3 separate regions of the Mus musculus genome follow, and all the other regions are linked to region 3. The links are chromatin contacts, called in public HiChIP or PLAC-seq maps. All regions are on one chromosome and are shown on one strand. Each heading gives the region's core, a stretch centred on a gene start, on an enhancer-like site or on the middle of the called end of the contact. The rest is flanking DNA. Distances are from core to core; before and after follow the strand shown.

The links. HiChIP or PLAC-seq counts read pairs in DNA pulled down with a chosen protein or histone mark.
Region 1: a contact with region 3 is called in an H3K4me3 HiChIP or PLAC-seq map of embryonic basal ganglia, with 2.6 times the contacts expected there. The contact joins two enhancer-like sites. A contact is called at or near these places in 3 of 484 Hi-C or Micro-C datasets (embryonic limb bud, ganglionic eminence and nephron progenitors), 5 of 115 datasets of contacts at active chromatin or transcription factors (embryonic basal ganglia, embryonic forebrain, embryonic limb bud and 2 more) and 1 of 9 other capture datasets (embryonic stem cells).
Region 2: an H3K4me3 HiChIP or PLAC-seq map of embryonic basal ganglia shows a contact between it and region 3, with 2.5 times the contacts expected there. The contact joins two enhancer-like sites. A contact is called at or near these places in 1 of 15 datasets of contacts at CTCF or cohesin (the NIH/3T3 cell line), 5 of 115 datasets of contacts at active chromatin or transcription factors (embryonic basal ganglia, embryonic stem cells, forebrain and 1 more) and 1 of 9 other capture datasets (embryonic stem cells).

The regions. Positions count from the first base shown.
Region 1 is chr12:53,621,759-53,626,198 of GRCm38.p6, reverse strand. The region is part of intron 3 of Npas3 (neuronal PAS domain protein 3); the gene reads right to left. Among named protein-coding and RNA genes, the nearest start is that of Gm35614, 210 kb to the left of the region's middle. Within about 2 kb of position 2,323, at least 25 of the 459 cell types and tissues checked have an H3K27ac peak or open chromatin away from gene starts, as enhancers often do. A contact at or near this core is called in embryonic basal ganglia and stem cell-derived neural progenitor cells, where this site is marked.
Region 2 is chr12:53,563,893-53,568,949 of GRCm38.p6, reverse strand. All of the region lies in intron 3 of Npas3 (neuronal PAS domain protein 3), which reads right to left. Among named protein-coding and RNA genes, the nearest start is that of 1700030L22Rik, 250 kb to the right of the region's middle. Within about 2 kb of position 1,974, at least 8 of the 459 cell types and tissues checked have an H3K27ac peak or open chromatin away from gene starts, as enhancers often do. A contact at or near this core is called in embryonic basal ganglia, where this site is marked.
Region 3 is chr12:54,050,601-54,055,262 of GRCm38.p6, reverse strand. All of the region lies in intron 9 of Npas3 (neuronal PAS domain protein 3), which reads right to left. Among named protein-coding and RNA genes, the nearest start is that of Gm35818, 89 kb to the left of the region's middle. Within about 2 kb of position 2,167, at least 11 of the 459 cell types and tissues checked have an H3K27ac peak or open chromatin away from gene starts, as enhancers often do. A contact at or near this core is called in embryonic basal ganglia and stem cell-derived neural progenitor cells, where this site is marked.

The DNA.
Region 1 (4,440 bases), core at 1,074-3,573, 430 kb after region 3:
TCGAGGAGGCAGCTGTGATTCATAAAAGCCCAGTTCTTCACATTATCTACCTTTATTTCTCCCAGAGCTTCTACTGCTTATGAGTTGGTGATACCAGATAAGACACTTGATATTCTAGTCTTAGCCTCTCCAATCTCTACAGTGAGACACTAATACCCTGCCAAGAGAGTTACAGCAAGGTCAAATGCCAGGAATCATGACAGTTTTCTAGAGCATACCTAACAAAGCACATGTTATTTCTATATGACTTTTTAATCTCTCGGTAGCAAATAATATTGTACACTGATAAAGCTTTTGATATGAAGAATTAAAGAATGTTGTCAGTGTGCTTATGCATAAACACCTCTTTCCTGTTATGTACTAGGTTGTATGTGATGTCGGGTCAGCTAGAAAAAAAATCTCAGAAATATAGTTACCCCCAAAATAAACTTACTACTTTCCATTTTAGCACTTTGTTCACCAATTCAATGAGCTATGATGTGAGCCTACTTTGCTAACTCGGTGCTTAGGAGGTATCACTACTTGAGTCCCTTTCTGCTTCAAAGGTATGTGTCCAAATGTCACTTAAAATATAACCCTGAAGATTTAACAGCATTAATCACATATTACAAATAGAAACAGTGAATGTTATTAGAGATAGACTATCTTTGATAGTTTACTACATAGCTTGAGCAAAATAATCTTTCTTGAAAATAAAGTTGCAGTTGGTATCCAGGGTTGTCTGGGGTGTGTGTGTGTATATATACATTTATGTATACATGTATTCATGCATTATATTTATGTGCATATTTTAAAATTTGCACTTACGGTCCCATTTCCAAAAATTAAAGATGGGAGATACTGGGTGGCTTGACTAAATCACCCCACCCAGTGCAGAGACATGTATGTAAATACTTTTACTAGGAATAGGAAGATCAGCTAAAGAACTCCATATACACATCTTAAAGCTAAAAATTAAAAAATTAATTTAAAAAAGTGATGGTGAATTAATTTTTGTTATTATATTTTAATGTGTAAAGGTGATTTTTTTTAAGTACATTTTGACCAGGAGCTTTTTTAAAACAAGTCTCCATATATGTCAGTCAAACAGAGCTCGGCGAGCTAGCATGGAGTCTATTAAAGGGGGAATAAGGTTCATGAATTTCAAGCATGGAGGGCTCTAATTACCTCATGCTCAAACTTTAACTACAAAACTCAGATAAATTGCTGCACTAAACCCATCGAGGATCCCCCACCTGATTGGTGCCAGCGGAGCATCTGAAGCTCGGTGAAGCTGATCCCAGAGAGCGTTTGCAAATCAGTCCCGAGGGACCCGGTCCTGGGCCTGTCCCTAATGAGTATGTAGGCATTACTTGGATGTTTTGGTAAAGCTACCCGGTAAATTAGGCCATCTGAAATTTTATTAGCCACAAAGCATTACAGCAGCCAGTCTCTTAGGCCGGGGATGCTGGGGGGGGGAATCGCTACTCTTAAAAGAATCTTCTAACCAGGTACCACGAATCTGTTGCAGGTCTTGGCTGGTAGTGGAAACATGAAACTAATTGGCTAATGGTTACAGCTGTCTCTTCAGTGCTTTTGTGCTTAGAGGTGTGACCCTGTCTCGGACCAATTTATGTAGACCCAGAGGGTGGTCCTATATTTATCCTAGTTCTGTGTATGAATTAAATACAAAAGGAAAGTGAAACAGCTGCATCTCTCTGTATGTAGCTAGGGTGTGACATGCTGAAACCTGAGTTTGTGGACTGACAGCCTCAGTTGGAAGACAGCAAATACTTGAGGCAGAGAGGACTGGAGAAGACAAACACTCTTCTCAAATATTCAAGACATCCATATTTTACCCAAAGAGGCACGGAGGAGAAATGTGACTCTTTCTCTGCCTGGTCTAACACCCACCATGGCTATTTATCTAGTAACAAACTTTTATAGACGTGAAATATTTGAAGAAGTCCTTTAGAAATGGCCTGAGGTGATTTCAAACTTAACAGACCCTGGCCCACCAGAGCTCATTACAGTGAATTTTATAACAAAGTGCCTTCTACTTAATTTTCAGAGCCTAGCCAAGCGTATGAGAAACGCAGCTGCATTAAGCGCAATTAATGGTACAATAAAAAGCAGCAGAGGGCTGTTTAACACCCAAGAAACAGCAGTAAACACTGGCTTCGTGCTCTCCTACGGGCAGTCATGTGGCAAAGGACCCGGGCTGCGAGACTTTCCTTCCAAAAGGGTAAATGCCTCTTGCTGCAACAAAGCACATCCTTCAATCCCTCCTCTCCAGCGCCATACAAAAGGCTAGAAAGTTGTTCCCGCCAGTTACACCACCAGCATCCTCACTCCCTTTGTGCAGGAGCCAACACAGCAAGCTCATATTCCCATCTGTGAGAGGGAAGGACAAACTCCATTGCACTAAAAAGGAGTCTAATAGCAAGTGACTCATACCATAGAAAGCGATTTGGCTTTAAATACTAACAAAGTTGACTGGCCAATGATGGAAAAAGGAAATGTCTTCAATCAGAACAGTTTTCAAACAAACCAAAAAAAAATTAGTTTATGGGCAAAAATAATTATAATGATGTTTGCAAACCTCTTTAATGATGAAAAATCACCACTTAGAATTTGATTATGAGAGACATCCAAAAATAAACAAAAGCCCCAGTGGTTGGTATGGTGGTGACTGCTGGAGGATTTGTCAGTCAGTCAGTGGGTTTGTCAATGATGCTGTGTCCTTACTGGGTCTGGCTGCAGATGCAGGCAGACCAGGGAATAGAAGAAGGATCATCAGATCATCCACGGACCGCTTAGCTACAAACATGAAAAGATGCTCTTATGTAACGTAGGTAGTACTGACACCCAATTTTTACACATACTCCTGTACGCTTTAAATCCTAAGCTACTAACAATAACTCAAAAATTTAAATACTAGGTAAACAATTGCTATACCGCATTTTTTACAGAATGACAAAAAAAATGAGATTACATGTTGTTGACTGTCATAAATGTACATCAAATGTTTTTTGTTTGTTTGTTTGTTTGTTTTGCATCTTGGAGAATTCATGGACAAAGAGCATGAGGATATGGAAAGCCAAGTATATTCAAGTTACTCCTAAATATAACCATTTTACCATGGGAAGCAGTTGATGATAATAACTGCGGTCTTAGCAGGCCAGTCTGAACTTGGGATCCCATCTTCCTATTTTCATGTCTGAATAAATTTGTGGTTTGGGCAATTTGAATAAGGTAGAAAATAGAGCTATCTTTGAGTAAACTCTCTATCAGTGGTCTAAGAACATGGCTAGGTGCTTGAGCATGTGGCTAATACTCAAGAGGCCCTGGATTTGAACTCACCACTGGGGTGGGGGGGTTAATGATGCCACAGGGGACAGGAAGTAAGAAGTGGAGGGAAATGTTGAGGAAAGAGGAGGAAGTCCCACAGCACATGAAAGCAGATTCTTCCTAATCCACAGCACAGACAATGGCTGGCCTGATACGGAAAGAGTGACAGACAGCTCCAGAAGTCATTTTGCTGAAAACGAGTTTCCGACCTTGAACAAAAATCTCCTGAGAACACTCGCACATACTCTGCTTTCTCTGTCCTCCAGGATTCAGTCTTGGTTGGAGGTGCTCATGGGTCATGAGAGGTGTGAGAGAGCTCCACCAGCTGTGGCATATGCAGGTGGGACCTCAGGCTGGCAGGCAGCAGGGCCTGAGTCTAGGTGATGCCCCTTCAGTGACACCTAACAAAATCAGGGTTCTGGGGCCAGTGAGACAGTCTAGCTGGTAAAGGTGCCTACCACCTGCATCTTGTCCCTATAACCCATATGGCAGGAAGGCAGAAGCGGCCCCTGATTTTCTATGGCCTCTGAATGGAAGCTGTGGCCTGCACAAGTGCACAGATTTGCATGGAATACCCAATATATAAAATAATAATTAAAAATATTTTATGTTGGAATTCTGAATACTCACTGGGTGAACAAAAAAAATGTGTATTTCAAGACAGATAAAGCACTAAAAAAATGGTATGAGCAATGCCAACTTTGCAACTGCACAGACAGAAAGAGACAGTGCAGCCTGGGCCCGGGGCCGCTGGGCCTGGGAATGAGTGGGAACAGTGAGCTACTATTTGAACATGGGTGTGTGTGCAAAAGAATTCGGCTATATTTTACCCTTCAGAAAACATACAAAACAAGATACATTTTTCAAAAATATAGCTCAACTCTGTTTCTAAATGACCTAAATTTGGCTAAACATAAGTCATTTGTGTTAATAGTTTCCAAATGAGGTATTCCATTACTAGCCCTCTCTCCTCAGAAGGTCTGCTCAATCCTGCTGTTATGTTCATGAAAACTGGCATCAATAGCTTCTCTATCAATGTAGGGCTTAAAGCAGTGTATCCATCTGCAGATAAGGCTTGACTGAGAACTGACCCAGGCCTATGCCCCATGC
Region 2 (5,057 bases), core at 725-3,224, 490 kb after region 3:
CAACATAAATCCAGCTCTCTACCAGATGGAAGAGCTATCCAGGGGATGGCACAGACAGCTCTTCTCTACCGTTGCGCCTGGTTTTCTCTGACATGTGTTGACTGCCCTTTAAGATGAGAAGAACATGAATGAGAAATATTTTATCTTTAAAGCTGCACTTTATTCTACAAATGATGTAAAGGAGTTTATAAAGACATAAACAGCACAGCATGACATAGCATGCAAAGAGAAGATAATAAATATATGTGAGGAAAGGAGGAGAATGAGGAGCTAAGGGGGAGGCAACGGGGATATTAAGCAGGAACATATGTGCCAAGAACTCTCTGAGCTGGACAAGAGTGACGTCACGACTCACAACTTCCTGCTCCATGCAAAAGCTACAGTGTATTCTCACACTAGAGACTCAAGAGAAACCTAACTATTATTTTGTAAACCCATAGAAGCTTCTTCCCATTGGCTTCCAAGTCAAAGGCAGTCTGATATCTGATTCCCGTGTTTCTGGAGAAAGCACAATGATTAGCTTCGTTTCCATCTTTATGCTGGCTGATGTTCTGAATGCCAAGGCTGATCCCATAACACAATGACGTCCAAGAAATCCTCTAGCAAACCAAGTTGATAGAATATGGGATAAGGTTTTCCTTCCGATAGAGTGTTAAGAGCCATCATTAGAAGACTAGCAAGTGAGAATGAAAAACTCTGCTATGAAGGTGAGTGGGAATGTGCACTCAGATGATTCCTATCCCTCCTGTGAATTCTTGAAGTGTAGTTTGTGTTAGTGTGTATGATTTGGCTTCTACAAATACATTGGTAGTGCCAGAGTACACTTCAGTGAGCTTGGGTGACCTCAACTCGATTAACAGAAGAAGGAACACTCCATGAGCTGGGCAGTGGTGACTCACGCCTTTAATCCCAGCACTTGGGAAGCAGAGGCAGGCAGATTTCTGAGTTCGAGGCCAGCCTGGTCTACAGAGTGAATTCCAGGACAGCCACGGCTACACAGAGAAACCCTGTCTCGAAAAACCAAAATCAAACAAACAAACAAAAAAACCCAAGAAGGAACACTCCAGCACTCTGAGATAGCTTCTAAGGCCTGCGCCTCAGATATCCTACTTTTACTTACATATACATCAAAAAGTAAAACCAAAGCCAAATAATACTGCCTAGAGAGAGCTAGAGACCTTACCATAATGAAGAACAGCAGAATATTAATCCTGACTCCCAGTCACTTTTTCATCACCACCATGACATTTAACTCTCCAAATTTCTCCTTGATCACCTGTAAATCCTGAATATGGGGCGAGTCACAGCGCTCAGTGCTTATGTAACAAGGATTTGTCTGACATGAATCAGCAATTAGCACCAATATCCCATTTTTGTGCAGTCGAAGTACCCCTCTTCAGAAGAGAGCACAGGATAGAGGCAAATGCAGAAGGGTCTAAACCCTTTTATCTTTTTTTTTTCCCCCAGAAAGGAGCCACAATTATAAGGGAAGTGAAGGAAGCTAGACCTCCACAATCTTCAATGCAATGCATCTTCAAAGGGATCTTCAAATATTTAGGAAGGGATCCCTCCAGAAGGACAGTGTAAGTCCGAGCTGTTACATATGTGATGGTAGGTAACACCTGATTTGGTATGGAACATCTATTCAGATGGGCCAAGATAATCATCTCAAATTTAGTTTCCCACATCCCAGCTGTAGGCCTACCATCCGATACCCTACTCAGCTCTGCTCCAGGCTAGCAGTCGAGCAGACTAGTTAAAAGACAATTAGTCCAATTTCACATTCTCTAGCAGCCGAAAAATTTCATGTTATTTCAGTCACAGTGGATGGATGCCAAGTTCACTGGAAGCAGCCCCGCTGATTTATCCAGTCCATTTTAATACTTTAGAAATACTGTTAAAACATGGCTGTCCTAATTACGCAGGGATCAACGCACAGTGTCCCTCTCACCCAGGATTCTCCCAGAAGGGCTGCAATCAGCTGCATTCCCCTTAATTTCACCATGCAATTCCAACTAATTTCATCCTAGTACAGTGCTGTCAGACAACTCCCATGCCTCTGCGGTTTTAATCGATTAGCTCAATGTCTCTATAATGCATCACCAGCTGCCAGGCACAGAACTGGACGCTCTGCAAGCGTTTCAGCTAAAAGACAGTTTAATTACTGTACCCGCTCCTCAAAGGCATAGGCACAAAGCCCTGGAATCAAATTATTAAAATATTTGGTGTCAACAAGCCACTTTATAACGGAGCAAACAATGACAATCCAAAAGATGGAAATAAGGAGAAAGTCTGTCTTTTAATTGTGAACAAGCTTTTTATGGACGGTAATATATTCAAGCAAATGGATGGCTTCAGATTCACTGTGTCTCAGAGGCAACTGCGATTGGGCCATTCTCCTACGACATACAAGAACAGGACTTACATATTTCACATTGGGAAAAAGAGTAAATGAGTCTGAGTCTGTCTTCTACTTTGAAGTCGTGGATTAATATAATTAGCACCGGCCTCTTACGCATCCCTTAACTGTCAAAGCTCACACAAGTCCAACTGAAGGACCTGTGGACAAAGCACACTATTAGAGGAGGACAGGTGACATGCAAACTGGGAAACTTCTAAAATAGATTCTAGTTTCTCTGCTTGTTATGACACAGCTTTAACTAAATCTAGCTGATAAAGGAACAAGAAATGCTGTCACAAAGGAAAACCACATTTGTAGCATGGCTTTACTGTGTTATAGGATTGTGACAAAAATAAACAACCAAGAGAAAAAACATTAAAATATATGTGTGCTGATTAATTTTACATCGATGTGACACAAGCTGGAGTCATCAGAGAGGAGGAAGCCTCAATTGAGAAAACGCCTCCATAAGATCTGGCTGCAGGCAATAATCCTATGTTGCATTTTCTTAATTATTGCTTGTTAGGGAATGGACCAGTCCATTTTGGGGGGCTATCCCTGGGGTGGTGGTCCTGTGTGGTATAAGAAAACAGGCTGAGCAAGCCAGTAAACAGTACCCCTTCGTGGCCTCTGCACCAGGAACCTTCCGCTTCCTTTCCTGCTTTCCTGTCCTTACTTCCTTTGATGATAAACGGTTACAAGAAACTGTGAGTAAAATAAACCCTTTCTCTCCAAGTTGCTTTGGTTATGATGTTTCATCACAGCAGTAGTAGCCCCAAATAAGACAATATGTTTCCAAAAAAAATCTAACACAAAAGACTCTGAAGATGGGGTTTAATATATTTAAGGCCAGCAAGAAAACTACCATTTCAGATCCCATTAGAAGGATCAAGGGAAGGTCTTTGCTTGTTGCTTATCTTTCATGAAAGAGTTCTATATATTAGTCTAGAAACAGTAGAAGTCACTGATTACAAATGAAGTGGTTCTCAAGAAATTTCCTAGACAAAACCCAGACAAAAACTGTACCTGGACCAATTATCCGACAGACAATAGAGTGTGGTATGGCTTCTTACTTCTTCAGTACTAGAGACACAAACCCAGTAAAAGACAAACATCAATAATTCATTTTTAAAAAATGTTCTGTGTAAGTGGTAACACATTACAGTTTGTTTTGGCTTTACTCTTGCTTTTTTAAGGTTCCTTTTAATTATAATTGCTAACTGGAGTCACACTTAGCAATGATGGCTAGAGTAGCTGCTGATAGCGTTCATTGAAACTGAGTGGACTGGCCCCCTAACAACCCCTATAGCAAGGAGGGAGCTAGTTAAATGCTTGTGAACTATATTTTAGAGTTTAGTTTAAAGCCTTAGAATATCCATTTTGGATTTCCTCAAAACTCCATCACCCTTCTTTTGTTTATATACTTTTCCTTCATTGGCCACGTGATTTTGGCTCAGTAAAGTATGTTTTATTTCTGTAAGTTGTCGAAATGCTTCCAATTGCATAATGTAGGAAGACCCACATATCATGGAAAGAGCAATCAGAAACAGACACATAGAGAATGCTGTTAGATTTCCCACTTTCTTCTAGCTGGTAAGAAAACCATGGTCAAATCCCAGGCCACTGATTTCATTGGCTGGCATTTTCTGTCTGTGGGGGATGTGAAGACCAACTCTAGCTGATCCACCTACATTCAGTTTCTACACCTAAGGCTCAGGAAATGTTGTAGAAAGGGGTTGGGGATGTGTTGTAAGAACCAGAACATTAGAAAAGTACCATCTATATATGACAGGGAAGCTATACCCATAAAATCTCAATAATGTGGCGGCCTCAATAAGACCCGTAGAACGAAACCACCAGTAGACATCCTAACTTGGATGGAGGAGATCTCATGGGGTCCTAGCACTAGTTGTAAAGTCCCAGGCAATTAATGGATGGTGAGAAAGGAAGAATTAGTCTTCTCTAGAATTTTAATTCAATTCTCAAAAAATATATAAATTCTCTGTAACTAAATATCATGCATGTATTATAAAGTCATATATATATATATATACATATATATATATATATATACACACACACATACACATTAGATATACAGTCATGAATTTGAGGGAGGAAGTGGGGTCCCATAGAAGGAGCTTTGGGGGAAGAAAAAGTAGAAATTATGAAAACACAGTACTTACATATGAAATTCTCAAAAAAGTTTTTAAATTAAAATGAACAAAGCAAACCTTTGTGTCCTTCCTGCCCATGAGAATTAAGTACGCTCAAGTTAACATTTTACAAAGAGCTTAACATTTTTAAAGATAAAGACATTTATTTCAAAATGTATGAGGTGCATAAGTGTCTCAGTTTGTTTGCTCTTCACTCTACTCATTCTACTGAGATCCTGTTCACTCTTTAAGCAGTTAGAACGAGTCTACTTATTCACATCTGACTATCAAATGAATGTTCACTGGAAGAGACAGGAGTCATTTTCACATTGCTACACAAGTTCCATATATTTGGGGTACTTTTCTTATTATTCTCCTTTTTAAGATCCTACCTGAGACCTTTTTGTTAAAGTTGGCACACAGGCCAGGCAGCAGTGGCACACACGTTTAATAACACCACTCAGGAGGCAGATTTCTCAGTTCAAGGTCAGCTTGGTCTA
Region 3 (4,662 bases), core at 918-3,417:
CATGTAACAAGGTATGGTTTAGTTGATATGCCCCACACAAAACTCCGTGAAGCCAGACAGGATATGGGCATTGACTGGGAACGGTTAGTCAACCTCACAATTGCAGGCAAACTCTTGTATACTAACCACACCCATGAAGTAAATTCTATGCTACTCAGCTGAACCTAGAAACATCTTAAAGGACCTTTTCTAATATGCAGACTGAATTTTTAAAGGGAAACTATAAAGATAAGTCACAAAAGATCAAGAACAGATGGCATAATAGAAAAGTGATGGGGTTGATTCTATTTAGTTTAGTTGACTTAGGTGGAATAGATGATTTAGAAGTATTGATTTTATTTTTTTGGATCATGTTTTATAAGAGCTGTTTTTAAAAGGACTATTTTTGATGTTGTATTAAAAAACACATAACAAAAGTAGCTACTACCTGAACTGGCAACCAGGGACGACAGTCCACTGGAGAGTTGAATTTATCAGTCAAATCAAAGTTGTAGCTTGCTCTCTGGGGAAAGCGATTTTGTATTCCATGCTTCTCCACACTTCTCTACTCCTGGAATGCCCTTGATACTCCCTGTATCTCCTGCCATCTTGGCTTCTTACCATCTATCCTCTTTCTAGGGCTAGGAAGTGTGCCTTGTCTGCGGCCTCTGGGGCTTCTTTTCCAGCTTCCCTTTGGATGTCCCCGCTTCTGGGATCTCTGTATTTCATTCATACATCTTAATAGTCTTCATTGTATGTTATATATTCAGAGTTGGCTGTCTCACGCTATCTTCCCCACCAGTATGTAAGCTTGGATGCCTTATTTTTAAATCTCCTAGTAATACCACAAGGTGTCGTATATGGTAAAAGTAGTCAGAAATGTTACATGAAGGAGAACAGGGAAAATATCCCTACTCTTATTCACACATGTAATAAAGTATTCATAGGAAAATATTACCCTGGGGAGAAACATCAAAGATTTCCTTTTCCTTCCTAAGCTAGACATCGTTACTTTTAATATAGTGTGTGTGCATGCGAGTATACCATGGACACGGGCTGCCTGCACAGGTCCCTGAAACTGGAGTTGCAGATAGGTTTTAGCCACCCTGGGTGCTGGGAACTAATCCCAGGTCCTCTGCAAAAGGAGCAAATTTATTTATTTATTTATTTATTTATTTATTTCCACCGAGCCATCTCTCCGGTTCTAGTTTATATCATTTTTAAAAAGTCAAGTTTATCAGATAATTATACACTCGTTTCATTTGAACATTGATTGAGATACCTTCAATCAGTGTGCTTACGTGCCACTATCATCAACGAAATCACTCCAACTCTAGAGGAAAAGGAACTTGAGCTGATTAGTTGGTTTGTGTTGACTCCTAAATGCCAGCCTGGTCAGCATTGCTCAGTCTTCACACTGAAGGGAGTTGGCAAGCGATCGTGGACTTACAAACCCTGGGCTCTGATTCAGTATATTTGGCATGGGCCTGAAGCAGTACATGTGTGCAAGCTCTTTGCACATGTCCACACTGCTCATGAACAGGCTGACACCCGAGACAAGCACTCGACTGGTGAGCAGTCCCACTTGCTGGCTTTGCTCTATGTACTTGCCTGCCATGGACTTGAAAAGCCCAAAATCAACACTTGCCTCAAGAAGAAAGATACAAACTACTAACCCTAATTCATTCCTGCCTAGAAACCCGGTGCTTTCTTGCCGGCCTGTGGCAGTGTCTGCGGCTAAGGAACAGACAATGTAGATCCACTTGGCTTTCGGGAGAAAGGCAGCTGTGGTAGCTATTCACTGTGTTTTCTTCCATGGGAATTTTCATATTCATAAGGGAGAAGAGAAAAAAAAATCACTCACTTTGGGAAAAAGTCCAGGCAATGGCCAGGTTGTAGCAAAATCCCTGAAGACCCAACCCAGAGGAAGCACTGAGATGAGTGAACAGTGGAGATCCCCTAGTGCAATCTGTCGTTGGCCCACCCATCAAACTTTATTCCTTCCTGTCTTCCCTCACTTGCCTCTCCCTTTCCTGTGAGCTATGGCTGCATACCCAAATCAACAATTAAATTCCCCCTTTGTTTGTGTGGCAGATGACAAATGCATGGAGGACATCTTGTGTTGCCTAGGCAGGCAGGGCACTTACTTTGATTGATGTTCAGTTGTAGAAAAAAATGAGCTGGGAAGGAATTACAATGGAGGGCCTGCAGACTGGAAGGGGATATACTAATTAGTCCTGCATTAAGCAGTCTGCTTGCATTTGGCGATGAGACGCCTTCAGGAGGGAAGTGTAGGGGTTATTGATGCAAAACAGCATGGAATGCATTATGCCAGGTAGCTGTATAGTCACGTTGCTAAAAAATGTATTAAGAAGCAAGCAGTATGGCTACCGTGTGTTGCTTGAACACTCGCCCTTAAGTATAGTGGGTCAGCCACCCGTTTTATTTCCACTTGGTCCTGTAGGCAACAGGGCAGGCCTTTTGTTTCTCTGGAAAGGCATTTGGAGGTTTTGTCATCCTGGAGGGGAAGCAGCCACTGTCTGTAGCTCACGCTTTCTTTCTTTGAATCCCACTGCAGAGTCATTGAGTGTTGCCGGTGGAACACGATGTCACCAGGTGAAAGAAAGACAAGTCTCTTGTCTCTCCGTAAGGTTTTAGAGAGTTGTTGATCTGACCTAGGAAGAACCCTAGGGGCTGGATCAAGAAAACAGCTCAGACTCTAGGCGAAGGCTTCATCAGTAGCAATAAAGACAAATGCCAAGCATATGCCTGCATGTGGCTTAGCCGTCCATGCTTTAGGTTATAGGCAGACAGAGTGCTGTGTGCTGAAACATCGTATAATTCAAGGGTGACCCAGGTGCTCTTAGGTAGCTGGAACAGGTGATCTAGGGGACATGAATGGTCATCTCCAGGTTACGGTCTCCTGAGCAATGGAAGACGAGAGGGCAGTGCAGAGAGAAAGGTCCCCAAATAATCACTGCCATATGCAGTTTAAAATTCAAACCCTGAAATGGTGATTTAGCCAATTTGACCTGAAGAACCAACGAAACTGGGCTTAATGAAAAGAAGTCACAGAGGTCTTTTGTCACAGTGGGAAATAAACAGACTTGAAACTCCCTTGACTTTCAAGCCATGGTCACTAGGGAGACTAAACGTGCACTCCTGGTAATCCTCCTGCCTCAGCCTCTCCACAGGGATGTCAGATGCAAGTCACCAAGCCTTGCTAACAATGTGACACTGTAGGTGGAGATCTATCTAGCTAACACCAGGTACCTTGAACCGGCCCAGTGGGAGGCAGGTGGCCTTGTGTTCTCCGTGTCCTTTCAGAGTCATGAGATCCTGGTGCAGCGGAAGATCTCTCTTTACTTTTCTGATTCTAGGGACACGTTCATTTATGGATTTACAGGCACCTATGCTGAGAAGAGATGCCAATGATAAAGGCAGGATTTCTAGTCCTCAAAGACATCTGAGCCCCCTCTTCTTTAAGTCTTATCTGTGACTCAGAGCACAAGACAGATATCAGAATATCTGAAGTATGATCAGATGTCTGAAACCCACCTTTCACAGACAGATCCAGGAACTGTGCCAATAGCTCTAGGAAGAAAAGCTAAATAGTTAATGTGGTTTATTTTTTAACCACCCCTTTGTTTTAGAATTCTATCTTATTCTTGAACTGAGTCTATGTCACTGTGACCTTCTCCTGCCAGGAAGGCACAGTTGAGGCCTCCTTCAGTAATAGCCTAGGGCTTTGGACAAGGAAGATGCTGTGCTGGCTTCTTGCCTTTCCTTCCAGTGTTTACACAACCAAGGCTTATTACATGCTCTGTCATTTTGTTACTGGGCTGGCTTTGGTCTGAGAATTAGGTAAACATCAGACATTCCATCACACAATTTCAAACTCAATCTTACTTTATAATGATGTTAATGTTTATTGTACCAAGTGGGATGCATTTGTATATTTCAGCATCTTATTTCAGTCAGAGAATGCAAAACCTGACATTGGAATCAGCTTGATGTGTGTGTGTGTGTGTGTGTGTGTGTGTGTGTGTGTGTGTGTGTGTGTGAGAGAGAGAGAGAGAGAGAGAGAGAGAGAGAGGGGGGGGGGGATTGAAGATATTAAGCACTACAAGAACATTGGAATTTCAATCTGATTAGGATCAAAATTCTGCAGGATCAAAACAGTCCTTTTCCTCCCCCTACAGTTTGACTAATTGTGCGCTACTTGACATTGTGTGAGGTTACTCCACAGCATGATAGCTAAACATGTGAAGTATATTTTGCTTTACAGAATTGTAAGGCCATTCTGTTTGTTTTTTATGTGTTTAAGGTTATTAAAAGAACTCAAAACGAGAAGGCATGTATATGTGTTAACAGTATGAACTCAATCATTGTTAGCAGGCTAAGTCATAAAGCAATAGCCAGTATGTCAATGTCAGGTAATGAAAAAAAAAAAATCACAGAATTTGAAAGCATACTGTCTCTGTTTATCATCGGCCAAGATAGCAGAAGAATTCGGAGAACCTCATGATGGTAGATGGTAGTGTAGTTTGTTTTCTAGCACTTATAAATTATTCTGGCTTCTGAAAATAAGACAAGAGTGGCTGGGACAAAAATGACATCAAGCACATGTATTGGGGATGATTGCCCCTTGGGAAGAAGTGAGCTGCCTGGCCTCAAACTCCT